Linked DNA regions of Mus musculus: all the other regions are linked to region 1. A link is a contact called in public HiChIP or PLAC-seq, Micro-C and promoter capture Hi-C data. All regions are on one chromosome and are shown on one strand. The core of a region is the stretch at or near the end of the contact, and the rest is flanking DNA. Distances in the headings are between cores, read along the strand shown. Region 1 holds the start of Anln (anillin, actin binding protein). Region 2 holds the start of Yipf2 (Yip1 domain family, member 2). Region 3 holds the start of Ldlr (low density lipoprotein receptor). Region 4 holds the start of Spc24 (SPC24, NDC80 kinetochore complex component, homolog (S. cerevisiae)).

Evidence for each region. Promoter capture Hi-C pulls out the DNA fragments that hold promoters and counts their contacts. A called contact is a pair of places that touch in the nucleus more often than the background predicts. HiChIP or PLAC-seq counts read pairs in DNA pulled down with a chosen protein or histone mark.
Region 2: a Micro-C map of embryonic stem cells shows a contact between it and region 1, with 9 times the contacts expected there. The contact joins the promoter of Yipf2 here to the promoter of Anln in region 1. A contact is called at or near these places in 1 of 39 promoter capture datasets (pre-B cells), 1 of 484 Hi-C or Micro-C datasets (embryonic stem cells) and 1 of 115 datasets of contacts at active chromatin or transcription factors (bone marrow-derived macrophages).
Region 3: a contact with region 1 is called in an H3K27ac HiChIP or PLAC-seq map of epiblast stem cells, with 3 times the contacts expected there. The contact joins the promoter of Ldlr here to the promoter of Anln in region 1. A contact is called at or near these places in 1 of 484 Hi-C or Micro-C datasets (embryonic stem cells) and 5 of 115 datasets of contacts at active chromatin or transcription factors (embryonic stem cells, epiblast stem cells, pancreatic cancer cells and 1 more).
Region 4: a contact with region 1 is called in a promoter capture Hi-C map of pre-B cells, with 2.5 times the contacts expected there. The contact joins the promoter of Spc24 here to the promoter of Anln in region 1. A contact is called at or near these places in 2 of 39 promoter capture datasets (cranial neural crest and pre-B cells) and 1 of 115 datasets of contacts at active chromatin or transcription factors (pancreatic cancer cells).

Annotation. Positions count from the first base shown.
Region 1 is chr9:22,387,906-22,390,498 of GRCm38.p6, forward strand. Anln (anillin, actin binding protein) reads right to left here and starts at 1,301. Exons shown (of 24, transcript NM_028390.3): 1 at 1,065-1,301. The coding sequence starts at 1,082. It also overlaps a transcript of 9530077C05Rik not described here.
Region 2 is chr9:21,591,529-21,594,121 of GRCm38.p6, forward strand. It overlaps Yipf2 (Yip1 domain family, member 2), which reads right to left and starts at 1,303. Exons shown (of 8, transcript NM_138303.2): 1 at 1,000-1,303; 2 at 533-690; 3 at 372-452. The coding sequence starts at 1,030. It overlaps Timm29 (translocase of inner mitochondrial membrane 29), which reads left to right and starts at 1,194. Exons shown (of 2, transcript NM_178619.4): 1 at 1,194-1,542; 2 at 1,622-2,593. The coding sequence starts at 1,431. The coding sequence ends at 2,310.
Region 3 is chr9:21,722,292-21,724,884 of GRCm38.p6, forward strand. It overlaps Ldlr (low density lipoprotein receptor), which reads left to right and starts at 1,285. Exons shown (of 18, transcript NM_010700.3): 1 at 1,285-1,553. The coding sequence starts at 1,487. It overlaps Gm26511 (a long non-coding RNA gene), which reads right to left and starts at 1,065. Exons shown (of 4, transcript XR_001779098.2): 1 at 1-1,065.
Region 4 is chr9:21,759,009-21,761,601 of GRCm38.p6, forward strand. It overlaps Spc24 (SPC24, NDC80 kinetochore complex component, homolog (S. cerevisiae)), which reads right to left and starts at 1,295. Exons shown (of 5, transcript NM_026282.6): 1 at 1,111-1,295. The coding sequence starts at 1,270.

The DNA of each region.
Region 1 (2,593 bases), core at 51-2,550:
TGAAATCCTTAACTAGTATCTTGGGCTTAGCTTATGGAATTGTTAACTACACTACCCAAAATAAATTATTACTATCCTCTACGACATTTTTCAATGTAGTACAGAAACACTGTATGCCCACTTTACAAAACTCACAAGTCTTGAAATTTAAAGAACAGCTTGAAGCAAAAGAAAAAGAGGAACTGTCCTGCAATAAAAGAATGGGCCAACAGCAACACGCAATCCTGAATGTCGGTGTACAGCTGCAACGTGAAGCTAAAACTAGGCATAAATAATAAGATTAACAACGGAATCTAGACCTTATTTCCAAGGAAGAGATGAGGAAAGCATTGTTGAAATGATACGCTACATAAACACTGAGGTGTACCAACCCTACAGCATACACTTATAATTTTGTTTTGTACACGCTGAGGTAACTATAAGCCCTGTTTCCTTTCAACCAGTATCAACCCTGTGCATGAGACTTTCTTTCTAAAGTTAGTAGAGCCGTGACTTATGAAGGACGCCAGGCTAAAGCACCTGCTCATTTAGACTTCGGTGGTTTCATCACAGGATTCTTAAGCGCTCAAGCTCCTCTGGGCCTGTGAAGTCCTTTATCACTTCCATCAGATTCCAAGCACACAGTACGAGTCACTGGGCCGACTCCACCCTGCCAACTATTCCAGCTTTAGGGCAGGGCTTGTCCCACTAGGCCCCTGAGCGGCACTCTCCCGGGTCACAGCAAGACGGATGAAGGATGGAGGGAAGCGTGCTTTAAGTCCCGGGAGCCGGGGGGGCAGGCTCAAGCCAGAGCGCCCAGGCGCTCACACCCCGAGCCAGCACTTGGGGGAGTGGAGGAAGGCTAAACGACTACAGAGCTCGGGGTTTGCATGGGGTTTTTGAGGCCCTGCCTTCCCCAGAGCCAGGGACGGAGCAGCGAAGCCGGGGCGGCTGCGACCCCGCGGCTTCCGTCCGGCTGCACGCTCGCTGTGCGCACGCGCCACGCTGGCCGCAGGCTGACAGCGCGGGCGGGGGTCCCGGAGTCGGCAGGGGTCATGGTTCACAGCGCCCGCAGAGTCTCTCACCTCGGTAAACGGGTCCATCGCCCCAGGCCTCACCAGTGGACGGCTAGACGGTGGGTCCGACGGTTCAAACTCAGGAAGAGGAAAGAAGTGAGTGCAGGCTCGGCGCAGCTCCTGGAGGAGGACTGCAGTCGAGGCGGCGGGCGCTCTCACACCCAGTCGGCTCTGCCCTCCGCACCCACGGAGTCGGTAGGCTACCACGGCCGTTCAAAATTTGAATTTCAGCGCCCCGGACGACACGCATGCGCGCGGGGTGGGCGGGGCCGGGCGGGCCGCTTGCCCCCGCCCCTGAGCTAGGTCACGTGATGCGGCCAAGTTGGGACTGGTCCGGAGCTGCGAGCACTGCTCTCTCTCCTCCGCTTGGGTGGAGACGGTTCTGCCGTTGAACTGCCTAGGGAGAGGGCCCTGCCATCCCGCACGCACCCACGCACGCCGTAGCGGGTCCCTTCCTGACTCTGTCAGCTCCCGCCGCCCTGCCTTCTTCCTCCGTGGGCCTTACGAACCCGGTCCGGCCCTCTGGCCTTTGGGCCTGATCCTGCCACCAGAAGTGGGACTAGACAGCCAGCTTGACCTCCTGAGAGACCACTCTGGCGGGTCCCCACACTCTCAGCCAGTGACTAGTTCTTTGTTTGGTGGGGAAAAGAGATGACAGTAACAGACCCTTCGGTTTTAAATCCCAGTCAACTACCCAAAGCCAGCAGTGAGAACACTTTGAGAGAAGGGACAATCGGAAAGTCCATATTTAATAAAAGTTCCCGTTTAACAGGCAGAAAGCAGGACAAACTATTGCACGAGTAACTTTTAATCTGACTTTCCTTTTCCTCTTCCTGGGAGGGTCTTTTGGAGACCCTCACAGTGTCTTACCATTTGACATTCTGCTAGGCTTTCCAAGAATGTGTCTAAAAAGATGGGTTGCCAAACCTCTGGTAGTAGAACTGTTTGCCTTTATACGTCAAAAGGTCGACAAAGCACCAAAATCTCTGTGCCTAGGTTGGTGCTGTGAGAGCTAAAGTCCTTACGAGATTGTGTAAAACAGATGTATGGTAGCAAGGTTTATGGTTGAGTCTCTGTGTCCTAAATGAGTCCATAACAGGATCAACTGTGCTTATTGAACAGAAAAACTGAAAGTGTTGAAGGGTCAAGTCCAGAATCAAAGCTAAATAAAAATAGGAAGCTTGGGGCCAGCGACAGAGCACATGCTAGCTATGAGGGCGCTTGCTACCAAGTCTTGGGACCTGAATTCTAGACCCAGAACCAGTTCCAGCAAATTGTCCTCTGACCTGCACACACACACACAGGAAATAAATTAATGATGTTTTTCTAAGTAATAAAGAATTTAAAAATGTATAGATTGTAATAAACTGAATTTGGGGCATGGAATAAGAACTTCTTTAAGAGCAACTTCTAAGAATTCAGATCCTTGGGACCACAGTATAACAAGAATAATAAATTTCCTTGGTGCCTTGGAGCTGTGAAATGATAGAAAATGGAAGGAGCTTTGTTTAAGTGTGTGGTGTGTGGGGTTGTTAGAA
Region 2 (2,593 bases), core at 53-2,552, 800 kb before region 1:
CCAGGGTCTAGAATGAGAATCCTGGTGTTCTGAGAGGTGTCAGCACATCCTACTGAACAAGCTCGAACATGTCACCACTGTGAAGGTGGATTTCAGGCCTGTCACCTTGCTTTCAGCTTCTTGCAGCCTCTCCTCTCAAAGTAAGGACAGTCCCTAAGTTCTGGATGGTCTTGCAACTACATCTCCAGGATGTACCCTCTCACTGGACCTGGTCTATCATTAGAGGTTGGCTTGACTGGGAAACATTCTGGCTTTAAGTCACACACCTATCCACGCCTACTTTGTAACCTAGCTTTTGCCTTCCAGCCCCACCATACCCATTCAGTCCTCAAGTATAGTGGCTGGACTCCAAGCAACTCCAAGTGCCTTACCTGGGAGGTATCCACATCAAAAAAGCTCTGATAGTAGTCAAATGTCCAGAATCTGGGCTGTGGTTTTTCTTCCTGTAGAAGCTATAAGACAAAAGACTCAGAACTTGCCTGCTCAGCCAGGGTAAGAACAGAGGCAGATCATCGGGGCCTAGGAGACTCACTGATGTCTTGTCATCCTCTTCCTCCCCTACTTCAGCTCCATAGCCAATGCCTGAACCCACAACCACAGCCACGTGCTCTCGGGAGGTCAGCTCATCACTTTGGCTAGTAGTAGCTGCATCTGGGGTCTCTGCCAGAAGATTTGTGGCTTCCTCGAACTCTACGGAGAGGGAATATGGGCATAGGTGTTTGGAATCTGAAAATTCCTTTCATCAACTGGGGCTATGGCTGCCTTACCGCCGTCCCCTAAGGGCTGAGTTTCTTCAGTTTTGATGCATGGATAGGTCTGTCTACTAAGATGGGATTCAATTTAGGTCCTGTGCAGAATTGGACGCTGTGATGTGCCTTTTGAGTTCATGGAAGAAGCAGGAATTGAGTGCAAGATAAACCTGAGGTCTGGGTCCCAGCTGCCTGGGGTTCTAGCTTAGGACTGAGGTAGGAGCTCTGACCACTTCCGGGCTCCACTCACCGTGGAAGGCCAGTTCGTCAGCTGCTGCCATGACTCTTTAGAGGCGTCACCGCATCGCACTCTGTGGACAGAACCGCATCAATCCCACAGCCCTCCCCAAGACTGATGCTTCCGTCTGGACTCCTGCATGGAGCCTAATACACGGAATGGAACTTCAGCTCCAAGCTGGGTCCCTTCAGATGCACCCCACCTTCCTCACCTGAGCCTACCTAAGCTGGCGTGGCTATTGCTCTATGCGCGTGCGCGCCGCTCGACTTCCCTTCAGAGCCCACCCTTCTCCACACAACGGCAACATCCGTTTAGGTCCGTTTCCTATTGTCTTCCTGTGGGAAACTACTTCCTGTATCTTGCGCTTGCGCAGGATCTACTCTCCGGCCTTTTTCATTCCGACACTATGCGTTTCTACTCGGCTGAGGAACCGCAGGGAGACGATGGTGACAGCGGCTCTTAAGAGATTCTGGTCCGGTGGGCACGGTGAAGCGGGAGGAGAGGCCGGTGGTGCCACGACGGTGGCGGTTAAGCCAGGGCTGTGGACGCGACTGAGTGAGTAGTGGCAGAAGGCTGCAGGGTGGGTGGCTCGAGTGGTCGAGTCCTTGTCACCGCAGCTCTTTTTTCCCCTCAGGCACCTGGGCCGGCGCGCTGCTCCGGGACTACGCTGAGGCGTGCGGGGACGCGGCGGCTGCGGCGCGAGCTCGACCGGGCCGCGCGGCCCTGTACGTGGGGCTTCTGGGCGGCGCGGCTGCGTGCTGCGCGCTGGCGCCCAGTGAGGCGGCCTTCGAGGAGGCCTTGCTGGACGCATCGGGGTCACTGTTGCTCTTGGCACCGGCCACGCGCAACCGCCACTCGGAGGCGTTCCTGCAGCGCCTGCTGTGGCTGAGGGGCCGTGGGCGGCTGCGTCACGTGAACCTGGGCTTTTGCTCGCTGGTTTACGAAGCGCCCTTCGACGCCCAGGCCAGCCTCTACCAGGCCCGCTGCCGCTACCTGCAGCCACGCTGGGTGGACTTCCCCGGCCGGATCCTCGACGTGGGTTTCGTTGGCCGCTGGTGGATTCTGCAGAATCGCATGCATGATTGCGACATCAACGACGACGAGTTTCTCCATCTGCCCGCTCATCTCCGCGTCGTCGCGCCTCACCAGCTGCACTCAGAGGCCAATGAGAGGCTGTTCGAGGAGAAGTACAAGCCGATCATACTCACCGACGATCAGGTGGATCAGGCGCTGTGGGAGGAGCAGGTGTTACAGAAGGAGAGAAAGGATCGGCTAGCTTTGAGCGAGGCTGATTCACTGGTTCAGTCCGATGTTTCCAGATGAAACCCAGGATTGCCCCCGGGTCACCAGGCGCAGGCAAACTGTTGGCTGTGGATGGTGCAATTGGTGAGATGGGTAGAGATAAATGGCCCTTATTGTGATTTTATGGGAAGTCCTCACTCTGTCCGGTTAGCCGAAGAAACTTGGGGGCCTTACTGGTCTTAGAGATACAGAAGAGCTGAAGGACTGCTCTTAAACATGCTGAAGCACTTGACCTTACTGTGTTAATTGCCCCCAGATCTACTAGTAAGGAGCCTGTGCTGTGTAGCCTGTTGTAGCTGGGGAT
Region 3 (2,593 bases), core at 35-2,534, 670 kb before region 1:
GATTCATCAAAACTTCTCTATCCATGGCAGACAGCCTTCTGGTTTAGCCATCCAGTGTCAAGAGGGGAAAAAGGCCACATGTGGTTGGTTTTGCTTCGAGGGAAGAGATGCCCTTCTGTGTGTTCAACTCCTTGTAACAGGATAAAGCGGTACCAGCAGGTGCCTAAGGAAATAAACCAAAAATCAACATTTCTGTCAACACAGGAAGGAACCCATTGATTCTCAGATGAATTATTTAAAATAATTTCAACTTTAGCTTTGAAACAGGGTCTCTTGACAGGTGGTAGTGGGGTGGTAGTAAACACTCAACATTTAATCCCAGCACTCAGGAGTTAGAGGCAGGCAGATCTCTGAGTTCTAGGCCAGCCTGGTCTACAGAGTCCAGGACAACCAGGGCTACACAGAGAAACCTTGTCTTGAAAAACAAAACAAACAGAAACAGAAACAAAACAAAAGAAGAAAAGGAAAGAAAAGAAAGAAAGAAGGAAAGAAGAGGAGGAGGAAACAGAATCTGTGTAGCCCAGGCTAGTCTGGAACTTGCTGTCCAGACCAGTTTGGACTTTGCTCACAGAGATCTGCCTGCCTTCTTCCTAGTTTCAGTGTTACCATATCTTGCTATGGAATTCTTCCATTAATAATTATAATTATTCTAACTACTGGGTCCTACCCCCCAAACCAAGTAATGTTTCTTCTTTCTAATTAATTAATTAGTACAGGGGAGTGTGTGTGGAAGTTAGAGGACAATTTGCTGGAGTTGGTTCTGGTTCTCTCTCCTTCCAGTATGTGGATCCCTGGGATCAAACTCAGGTCTTCAGGCTTGCACCCTCACCCACTGAGCCAACTCGCTCACCCGCACACGCCGCCGCGTTTTATATACATTTCTCGCTGAGTGTTTGTGTTTATGGACGGATCCAGATAAAACCTGCAACTGTACTTGGGTCAGAAATCTATGTGCCCATTCCTAGACAGGAAAGCAAACTTGCTGCAAGAAGTGTAGGGGTCGGGGGTGGGAGGGGGCTTCGCATACTTCTGTTTTGCTTTGGAGGTGGAAAGGAAAGCGTCAGAAGGCGACCCAGGGTGTGGAAGGGCGTGGGTCGTCCCTTGAACACTCAAACAGCAACGCGGGCGGCTAAGTGTCCGGGAAGCGGTGAAATTCTGTGGGAGGAATTTGAGGAACTTCCCACTGCTGCGGGAGCTTCAGGGGTTAAAAGAGACGATGTCACATCGGCCGTTCCAAGCTCCTCCCCGCTCAGTGAGGTGAAGATTTTTGAAAATCACCCCATTGCAGACTCCTCCCCCGCCTGGAAACCTCGCCCCTAGTACTGGGAATGACTCTGGGCGTGCGGCGTAGTTTGCAGCCGGGACACCGTGAGGCTTGCGAGCCCAGATTCGCAGCCGAGACACCGTGGGGCCCGCGATCCAGTGTTTGCAGCGGGAACATTTCGGGGTCTGTGATCCGAGTGAGGACGCAACGCAGAAGCTAAGGATGAGCACCGCGGATCTGATGCGTCGCTGGGTCATCGCCCTGCTCCTGGCTGCTGCCGGAGTTGCAGGTAAGGCTTTGCGCCAGGAGCCTGCCCGGGGTCAGGGGCAGCCGTCCTGAACTCGGAGAGCCCCGAGTGGTTTTATTTTTGGTCGAGAAATACAACCATTCGTGCGAACTTGATGTGATGTCCTTCCCACGTGGCTGGAGGGAAGTGTTTTGGAAATAGGGTGCCAGAGCTGTAGGGGGTCAGAGTGGGTTTGGGGAGTCCGGTGGGTGCTCTCCCAAGTCAGAGGTGTCTTTCAGAGCTATGTGTGAGGGAATCCAAGAGGAGGGGTCCCATCATTCGTTTTAAGGGCTGGGGAGACCCAGGCCCAGCTGTTCAACTTTGGGGTCGCTAGTCGTAGTTACAGGACTTGGGGGTCTCCACACTGCACTCAAACCCGGCTACTGCCGCGTGCCCCAAAACTCCGCCCTAACCCCACCTCCCACCGCACCCCCGAGCTCCTATTGGGTGCAGCCGGAACAGGCGAGCCTCGAGCCACTCCCCTCGCCCAATGGAGGAAGAGGATGATGTTCAGGGGCGTGGCTTGCACGACCCTCCCGGGTGGGGTGGGGCTACACATCCGGGCCGGCTGGGTCCTCCTTGTGAGCCTTCAGTCCCTACCTTGTCCCTACTTCCCTGGTTTGGTGCAGATGTGCCTCAGGCAACCCAGACACCCGTAGCTGAGACCATCAGGCAGGGAGGGCCAGGGACCTGGCAAAGACTTTTGCAGGCCTGGTTCGTTCCCACTCTCTGAACGTGTAGGATTGGACAGATCCATAAAGTGGACTTTAGTTTTAGGAGAGGCGTTGGAATTTGGACAGGAAGGGAGATGGTGTTACAATCTCACCAACAACTTCTTTGCAGCACTGGGAAAAGTGCTCCACCTCTCCCTCACTTTATAGACAGGGTCTCATGTAGCCTAGGCTGGCCTATAAGTCACTGTGTAGTCTCTAGCCCCTAATTCTCCTGCCTCAGCTCGGGAGTGTTGGGATGACAGGCATGTGCCACCATGCCTGGATTTGGGGACACCATGGATAGAACCAGGGTCCATGAATGCCTGGGTT
Region 4 (2,593 bases), core at 45-2,544, 630 kb before region 1:
AGCTACAATCTCAGAGATAAAACTTCTCATTTTACTTTTGGTCTTCTGTCAATCAGGCTGCTTTGAATTCCTTCCAGCCTTCCATTCCTGACCCTCCTGCTTGTCTCTGGAACACTGGTCTGACAGGCCCATTCTGCCATGCCTGGCATGGAACCCAGGGTTTCATGCATGCCAGTCAAGTGTATCCCTGCCCCCTCAACAGTTTCAGGTTTCCCCCAATATCTTTGCAGAAACCCCTCCCCAGTCCCGCCCATGTTACCCCTCCTAATGATAGAAAGCATTTGTCTCCTCAGCCCATCACTGCAGTACAAATGTTATCCTGTCTCCTCTCCAGTAGGATGCCAGCCACCAAGGGACTCCTTCCCTGCTGTCACCCGAGGTCCAGCTCACGGCAGGCTCTGTTCACAAGTCTATTGGGAAGGCACGAAACTTTAAAAAATGTTCCCAGGGCCGGACGTGGTGGCGCATGCCTTAAATCCCAGCACTTGGGAGGCAGAGGCAGGCGGATTTGAATTCGAGACCAGCCTGGTCTACAGAGTGAGTTCCAGGACAGCCAGGGCTACACAGAGAAACCCTGTCTTGAAACAAAACAAAACAAAGTTCAAACAAACCTTTGACAGGGAAGGACACTGAGATGGGAGATTGCTCACACCTGTGACCAAGGCACTGAGGAGCTGAAAGGTTCTTTGAATTTCTCAGCTAAGTAGTTCTCTACTAGTCAGAGCTACATTTAAGCCTGAGTCCTGGAAAGTTAATAAAGGGTCGTGCCCTGCTAACTCTATATTTAATTACGCTTAAGTCCCTAGATGACAACCGTTGTCATGACAACGGTTTCACCGGTGGAGAAATCAAGGCTCGGGTGTGACTGCTCTCCCTCGGAAGACCCTCAAGAACGGCGAGCAGGAGTGGAGGTGGGGGCTGGATCATAAAGACTTCCAAAGGCGCCTGAGCTACGAAGTACGATCGTATAGAGTCGCGCATTGTGAGCTATGACACTTATCTGGACGCCTCTGAGCCATGGCAATTGTCAGATGGGGAAACTGAGGCCCAGGAGTACCAGCTCCCCCCGAGAAGTCCCCCGGGGCTGGGGCGCAGGGGACCGGCCCTCACCCCGAAGCTGCCGGTAGGCGCCGTCCTGCATCTCCAGCAGCCGCTCCATCATCTGCTCGTAGCTCCCGAGCAGCCGCCGCTGCTGCGCCTCGGCGCGGTTGGCCCCCAGCAGGCTCAGTAGCCAGTTGCTCACCTCCACCATGTCGCGGAAAGCCGCCATGACTGATCGCGCCGAGTCCGAACCCGCGCAAATTCGTCTCACCACGGGCCCCGCCCCCTCCCCAGAGCGCATAAGTCTCATTGGATCGTTCCTACGTCCGTCTCCTGCAGGACTCAATCAGCGAGGGGACAGAGCGCTTCGGAAGGAGCGGCCATTTTGTGGAGATCCTGTGCGAAATTTCTTCTGTCACTCAGGTGTGAGGATCAATCATCGTAGGCGGGGGAGGGGGGGGGGCGGCGGCGCGGGGGGGGGGCGTGTCACACGTGGCCAGTTTGCGATTGGCCTGGTACGCGTGCGTCGATTGTCGGGCTATGAACTCCGGGGAGAGTCCAGGGCGTTAGGAGTCTGTTGCGCATGCGTAAACTGGAAAGCTGCGCGACTCTTAGAGAAATTTGCAGGTATCAGTCGCTGCTTGAAGGGCAATGTAACGGATGGTTTATTATTTTTGCTTGTTTTTTTTTTTTAGTTTACTTTAGGAATATATTAATTATACATAAAACTGGGATTCATTGGGTTTATTTTTTTCTTGGCGGGGGTTGGGATGTGTGAGCTGTGAGATGTTGAGACTATGTAGAACTGGCTGTCCAGGAGCTCTTTGTTAGAGATCCATCTACCTCTGCCTCCTAGTGGTTGGATTATAGGAACATGCCACCACAATCATTCACCAGTCTCTATTTTTTAGGCTTATTTCTCTTTCTTTAATGTGTATGGGTAAACGTTTTGCCTACATGTATGTATGTGTCAGCAGAGGTCATAAAAGGGCATCTGACCACTTGGAGCTAGATATGGATGGTTGTGAGCCATCATGTGGTGCTGGGAGCCAAACCCTGGTTCTCTACAAGAGCATCCAATGTTCTGGGAAGGCAGAGGCAGGCAGATCCCAGAGTTTGAGGCCAGCCTGGTCTACAAATAAAGCTCCAGGAGAGCCAGGATTATATAGAGACCTTGTCTCAAAAATAAAATAAAATAAAATCTTTAAGTAGGAGTCTAGCATGTATCTAGCATGTAGCACTCAGGTGATGGGAGCTTGAGGATGGAGGTAAATTCCAGGCCAGCCTGGGCAACAAGAGCAGTGAACCCCGAAGCTGAGCATGGTGGCTCAGGAATCAGGAGCCTAAGGAAGAGGAATTGCCATTCATGGGACTCCAGAGTGCTGAGTGAATTCCAGACCAGCCTGAACTACAAAGTGAACCCTGTCTCCTTAAATACCTATACCCCAGAGCTGGAGAGATGGCTCAGCGGTTAAGAGCACTCACTCACTGCTTTCCCAGAGGTTCTGAGTTCAATTTCCAGCAACCACATGGTGGCTCACAACCATCTGTA